Regions from separate parts of the Mus musculus genome. Here region 1 is linked to region 2. The links are chromatin contacts, called in public HiChIP or PLAC-seq maps. All regions are on one chromosome and are shown on one strand. The core of a region is the stretch at or near the end of the contact, and the rest is flanking DNA. Distances in the headings are between cores, read along the strand shown.

Region 1 (3,444 bases), core at 348-2,847, 50 kb after region 2:
TCATTCTCCAATCCAAGTCCCACTGTCTATCACCATGTTCAACCAGTGTCTGACTTGTCCCCCTGCCCGGCAGGCTACTTGTCTTCCTCTGTGATCAATCAGTGGGTCCCAGGGATGGCAGCCCCTATTTGGGGTCAATCTTATTTCATTTCTATTTCCTCCTTTCACTAGATTATTAAAGAAAGGTTCATTTTATTTACAAGTACTTCAATATGTGTCTCTAAAAGGAAAGCATTTTAAAAAATCAAAAAATTATTTCATTCTGCAAAAATTAATAATGATTGCTTGATATCGAATACCCAAGCATATTCATATTTCCAAACTTAGTCTTGTTGTTGTTTTTCCAGTTGATACCTTCACAATAGAATTCAAACAAGGCAGGCTGAAGAGATGGCTCAGCAGTCAAGAGCCCTGGATATTCTTTCAGAGGACGCAGGTTCGATTCTCAGCACCCACGTCACAGCTCACAACTGTCTGTAACTCCCATTCTAGAGTACCTGGCACCCTCGTGTAGACATACATGCAGACAAACCAGCAATACACATGAGTCACACAGGGTCCATAGGTTGCACCTGCTCAGTATGTTCTGTTTCTTTAATTTGTGGGTCCTCCTTTTCTCTTTCTCCTTTCTTAGAATTCATTTGTTAAAGAAATGGGTGGCTAGGCTTGCAGTTCTCTGTGTTCTGCTTGCTGCTGGGTGCATCGCCGTGGCAGTGTCTCACTCCTTTCTCTGCCTTGTTTTCTGAAAACTGCCGCTGAGGTCTGGAGGCCCAAGCTGATCCAGGCTCATTGACAAAGATTCCACAGATGGCATCCTGTGCTTTGACTGGGGGGCCGGGGGGGTGGGGGCATGACAGGGTTTGTCCTTAATTGTCAATAATGATCCTCGTTTAGCATTTAAAAAACAGATTGCTCTTTCTGGTTTTGTGTACCGGTGTTTTGACTGCATATATGTATGTACACCATGTATACACCTGGTGCCTGTAGAAGCCAGAAGAGGGTGTCAGATCTCCTGGAACTGGGGTTATAGACGATGATGAGTCACCATGTGGTTTCTGGGAATTGGACTTGGGTCCTCTGCAAGAACAGTGTTTTAAACTACTAAGCCAACTCTAGCCCCTTGCTTGGCTTAACACTTACATGATTTTATTAAATCTTTGGGAATATCATTCATACTCACAGTGTATTTTGATCTGGATCCTATTCCTCCCCTACCTTTTCCCAGATCTACCTCCCATGCCCCTCCCAAATTCATGTCCCCCCACCCCAGTTCAATTTGTGCTGCCCGTGTACTCAGGGTGCAGAGCCGTCTGCTGAACATGATCAACCTACTGGGGCCACACACTGAAAAAACCCGACTCTCCTCCCTACTGTCAATAACACCTCGACTGTGGGTTGGGACTTCTCTCTCTATGCTGGGATGTCGACTGCTTCAATTGACTCTGTTGTCCTTTGTCCGTCACATGCGTGAGATGGCTCACACCTGCCTGCGCTCATGCTTACAAACCACACGTACACAATACTAATAAAGTTGAAGAGAAAGCTGGGGTAAGATTGTGCAGCTCTTGTACAGATGGTCTCAGCTGCTTTGAAGTCAGCCGCTGTCTGATGTGGGTTCTAGGAACTGAACCTGGGCTTTCCACAAGAACAGTTTGCACACTTACCCACTGAGCATCTTGAGAGATTCATAATTTTCTTTGTCTAACTACTTCAGCTATACCAACTAGTATGCTGTTAGTAGAAGTGCTGAAAGCAGACATCCTTGTCTTATTGATTTTAGGATGAAAAAGATGCAGTCTTTTACCATAAAGTATATTGTTAGCTATAGGTCTTTTCATAGAAGTCAATACTAGATTAATTTTTCTTCTATCCTTAGCTTGCTGAGAATTATTTTGTTAACTGTGAAAAGACATTGGAATTTGTAAATGCCTTTTGTTTTTCTATTCTAATGGTTATATATTTTTGGTTGTTTATTCAATTTGCTAGTGTTGAGTTCTGCCCCCTGACTCCCAGCATAGCTGCAGCCATTTTGTTCCATGCCCACCAGCTATTTCATATTGTTGCTGTAATCTGCCTGTCAGTCATTGGCACAGGAAAATAGCTTGACTCAGAGCAGGGTCATGCTGAACACATGCCCTGTTATGTTCTGTATGTTCTATATAAGATTTGTTAATCTTAAGAAATTCCACAAAGCTTCATGTAGGACCCATCAAGTTAAAGGTCAATATGAACTGTCATGTCTAAAATATCTTGAGTCAGAGCTGACCACTGGGCAGCACTTCCTGCGCCTGCATATGAGCTCATTGTGGTTTTTACAGGTTTTCTTTCCTTATAATCCTCCCCTGAGAAATGTTTGTTGTCACTGTTCAGAATAATTCTGAGCTATGTCTAATGATCTAGTCAGTATTAGGGTGTGCGTTCAATAAACCATCCCTGTCTGACTGAGATTGATGTTTGTGTGGTTTGTTGAGCGACTCTAGGGCCCCAACAGCTAGTTGTGTCCATGTCTTTCTTTTTTCTTCTTTTTTTTTCTTCCTCTCTTCTTCTTCTTCTTCTTCTTCTTCTTCTTCTTCTTCTTCTTCTTCTTCTTCTTCTCCTCCTGCTCCTCCTCCTCCTCCTTCTTCTCCTCCTCCTCCTCCTTCTTTTCTTCTCCCTCCTCCCTTCTCCTCCTCCTCCTTCTTTTCTAAAGACAGGATCTTAATCTGTAGCTTGAGCTGGTGTGGCAGCCTGAAATTTATAATCCTCCCACCTCTTCTTTTGGTGCAGTTGGATTACAGACTTGAGTCATCATGCTCTATAACCCTACTGGCTGTAACTTTCTTGTGGTGTCCCTGGTTTGATACCAAAGACTCATAGTAAGTTGTGAAGTTATCTATCTGTTTATCTATTTATCTATCTATCTATCTATCTATCTATCTATCTATCTATCTATCTATCTATCTACTGGTATTTGTTTTTTTTTGTTTTTTGAGAGAGTTGGTAAAGAGACAGCATTTAATTCTTTTAAAAAAGTATTATGTATGTATTTATTTATTTATTTATTGGTTTTTTTCGAGACAGAGTTTCTCTGTGTATCTTTGGCTGTCCTGGAACTCACTCAGTAGCCCAGGAGGATGGCCTCAGACTCACAGAGATCTGCTTGCTTCTGCCTCCAGAGTGCTGGAATTAAAAGTGTGTACCACCACGGCCCAGCAATTCTTAATTCATTAATTAAATTTTAATGTATGAATACTCTGTCTGCTTGTACATATGCCACAAGAGGGCATCAGATTCCTTTAAAGATGGTAATGAGCCACCAGGTGGTTGCTGAGAATCGAACTCAGGACCTCCGGAAGAACAGCCAGTGCTCTTAACTGCTGAGCCATCTCTCCAGTCCAGGCATTTGATTCTTTGTGTAGAATGTTTCAATCCAACAATATGGGGCTGGGCTTTTCTTTTGGGGTA
Region 2 (3,265 bases), core at 306-2,805:
TTTGGACTAAATGAAATAATTTATGCATTTGTTTCAAAACACATTTCTGGACATCTTATGAGTCCGATGTTGGGGAATAAGACAGTTTTCCATCCCCTGTGGCATTTCTAGGTATTAAATACTAAGGGTTTCTCTGTAGACCAAAAACCTATAAAACAAGCACAGTGAAGTTGGTATGTGCCATGAGGCTATAAATCTGGAACCAAAGTCAGTCTTTGAACTCAGGGAATTTCCTTAGCAGGTTGAGGAATCCCGAGGAAAGAACATACAGAAAAAATATATATAAACTTCCTTGAGGCTGGGCAAAGTCTAGTGCTCTGGGCAGAGCTGAGCTCAGGTGCATAGCCCTGTAGGTCAAAGTCAGGAAGCAGTTATGCCTGCCATTATCTGTATGTGGTTTTGCCTCCATGTATATAAGTGCACCTCCGTCACGCCTGGTGCCTGTGAAGCCAGAAGAAGGTGTCAAATGCCCTGGAACTGGAATTTCAGACATTTGTGAGCTGTCACATGGGTGCTGGGAATCGAACCTGGGTCCTCTGGAAGAACAGCAGTGCTATTAACTTCTGGGCCATCTCTCCAGCCCATGACCCTTTTACAATTATTAGAAAATGGTGCCCTTGTTTAAGAAACCCATATTTATATTTGAGTATGCTTGACTTTCCTCAGAGTCCTTCTTTCCCCCCTAACCCTCATGCTTAATCCTGCATTAAAATGTTATTAATAAAATTTCCAACTTGGCTTCATTTAAAAAAATTACTAGTAATGTCAAAAAAGAGAAAGGTTCCTGGAGACTCTGACCAACAACATAACTGGTGAGGAGCTGGTGGAACCAGAGAGGGGCTGTGAACCTGCCAACAGCCTGGATTAGAACCCAAATGTCCAGACTCTAGCCAGGGCTGCCTTTGCTTACCCATGTTTATATTCTTTTAAAAGTTGGATTATGTTGAGCCTGGGAAGAGTGGGACAGAAGACAGTCCGTTCCAACTTGGCTCTGAGCTGCAAGTTCTCCCTGGAGTTATTAGTGCCAAATACCCAACTGTCAGTTCTCTGCCTGGAGTCAGAGACTGATTGCAGGTTTGTCTCCAGACAGAGGGGACTGCTTAGCTGTGTCTTTCAATCTGTGGGGTCCGGGGTTCATTCAGAATGCAGCCAAACAAAACAGAGGTGAGGAGGGGTGTGGGGGCGGGGCGCGTAAAGAAATGTGACAAAGAAGAGATTTAAGTCAGCTCGAAATAGTGAGACAACTTTAAAAGGGCTCTCATCGAGCAGGTAGGTAGGCTGAGGCCCAGCCAGGAACCAGACTGGTTCCGAAAGTCCTCTGGATGTCTCAGGACAAAAGTCATAGCGGGGCTGGGGCTCCGCTGCAGGACTGACTACCCTAAAAGCAGCGGGACGCGAGACTGGAGCCTCCGGGGCCAAGTCCACTGCTGGCTGGCCTCCAGCGTCCCCAGCTCGACTGCACGGATTCCCACGGTTTAGCACCCTCCACCCAGCCCCGGGCCTCCGCACCCACCTGGCTCGGGAAAAGAGACCTGAGACGCAGCGGCTGCTCCACCGGCTCTATGTAGGCGATCAGTAGCTCGCGACCCTCGGACTTGCCATTGATTCTCGCCCCGCCCCACTCTAGGCGTCACCAAGCTCCTCCCTCGCGCCCGTCACTCGCCACGCTGAGTCTTGGGCCTCTTGTCCCTTAGGTTACCCCGTAGCTTCCCTGCTCCCTGTCTCACGCCCTCTCACCGTCCCCTGGCTTCTTAAGGTCACTGTCTCACCCCTCATCACGTTCCTCCCCACTGCCCTTATACTCATTATCACAACCCAGGTGTTCTCTTTGCTTCTCATCTCTATCCCCCGGCCCCCGCCTCCGTGGGATGGAGACACTTAGGGGACCTAGACTAACTTGGGAATGGCAATGGCGGGGAGTGGGGTTAGGGCTCAGGCCGGCTCCCCAAACGCAGTGAGGACTCCAGCAAGGCTCTGTCCCTTTCTGTTCTGAGAGACCCCAGTTGGTTCTAGAAGGGAACTTCTTGTCTCACACACACAGTTTGTTGACTGCAATAACCTAGACACTTGGTTTTAAGATAGGGTCTCACTATGCAGGCAAACGGGTCCTGAGCATCTTCCTGCCTCAGCCTCCCAAGTGCTGGGATAATGGGCGTGCCACCGCCGTGTCTGTCTAACCTAGTTTCTCTCTGTAAAAAAACAAAAAACAAAAAACAAACAAACATTTAAAGGAAAGAAGAGTTTCCCTTTAAATGCGGTTTTCATAACTGAAATACACGTTTATATTCAAAAGTACCGTTGAAAGCAAAAAAGCAAAGCTTTCCTCTCAACCTAGTTGATTCGTGAGGTGCCAAGTAAGCACCTGTATTCTGTGTCTGACGCGTGGATAGAGCAGGAAAATGTCAGTTTCCTGCCTACGCGAACATGGGAGGATCAGGCAAAAACCAAGTTCATAACGGAAATGAGCTGTAAGTGCTGCCAAGGAATTGGCTGGGGGGCAGGGGCAGGAGGGCTTCCCTCTGCTCTTTTCTTCCCCTCCCCCACAGGTACCCTCTTAAAACATCTTCTGTTATCTCCTGGCTCTGTGGACTTTAGATGGACTCAACTCCCTCTCCCTGGGCCTCAGAAAGCAAAGTGCAAAGTCACAGAGCAGTCAGCTCACCTGCCAGACTGGTTTTGCCGAACAAGCTTGCTCCTCAGAAATGGAGGTAGAAAGGATAGCCAGGACATCAGAGGCCCACCTGTTCTTCAGAGAATCCTGGAATCCCTGACTGTATCTCTTTTCAGGGTCACCTCAAACCTAAGCCTGTAGGTTCTGATTCCAACTCTGCCACCCTGGAGACTAGACACGAGTAACTTAGTAAAGCTAGAATCCAGGCTAGCTTTAAGTAGATTTCCAAGATAATCAATGTCAGCTGCCATTTGGTAGGTCTCTCCATGTGCTGTTGGCACAGTGACAGATGGTTGATATCAAGTCAGATCACACAGAAAACCTCTTTGAGCATTTAAGAAGATTCTTTTCAGGAGAGAAAACAGACTTCTAGGTGCTTAAGGGTTTTGTTTCAGGTCACATACTACACAGCACGCTGCCCATCTCCAAAGAGGGTTTGCCAGCGTGTATTGATTGGCTCACCTGGGCCAATGACCTTGACCTAACTGTTGGGCCACTAGAATCTACTTTTTATTGTCTCTAGGTTAGCAGCAGCAAGGAACAATACACAGATAAATAGCCTGGGATGTCATAGGAAAGATGGTGGTGGTCTTT

Evidence for each region. HiChIP or PLAC-seq counts read pairs in DNA pulled down with a chosen protein or histone mark.
Region 1: a CTCF HiChIP or PLAC-seq map of CD8 T cells shows a contact between it and region 2, with 6 read pairs. The contact joins the enhancer-like site here to the promoter of Hdhd3 in region 2. A contact is called at or near these places in 5 of 39 promoter capture datasets (the C10 cell line, cranial neural crest, embryonic stem cells and 2 more), 1 of 15 datasets of contacts at CTCF or cohesin (CD8 T cells), 3 of 484 Hi-C or Micro-C datasets (CD4 T cells, Sertoli cells and palatal mesenchyme), 4 of 115 datasets of contacts at active chromatin or transcription factors (CD8 T cells, the SCID.adh cell line, effector CD8 T cells and 1 more) and 2 of 9 other capture datasets (adipose tissue and liver).

Annotation. Positions count from the first base shown.
Region 1 is chr4:62,550,589-62,554,032 of GRCm38.p6, forward strand. It overlaps a transcript of 4933430I17Rik not described here. Among named protein-coding and RNA genes, the nearest start is that of 4933430I17Rik, 27 kb to the left of the region's middle. Within about 2 kb of position 1,598, at least 22 of the 459 cell types and tissues checked have an H3K27ac peak or open chromatin away from gene starts, as enhancers often do. A contact at or near this core is called in CD8 T cells, the SCID.adh cell line and effector CD8 T cells, where this site is marked.
Region 2 is chr4:62,500,645-62,503,909 of GRCm38.p6, forward strand. It overlaps Hdhd3 (haloacid dehalogenase-like hydrolase domain containing 3), which reads right to left and starts at 1,556. Exons shown (of 2, transcript NM_024257.1): 1 at 1,514-1,556.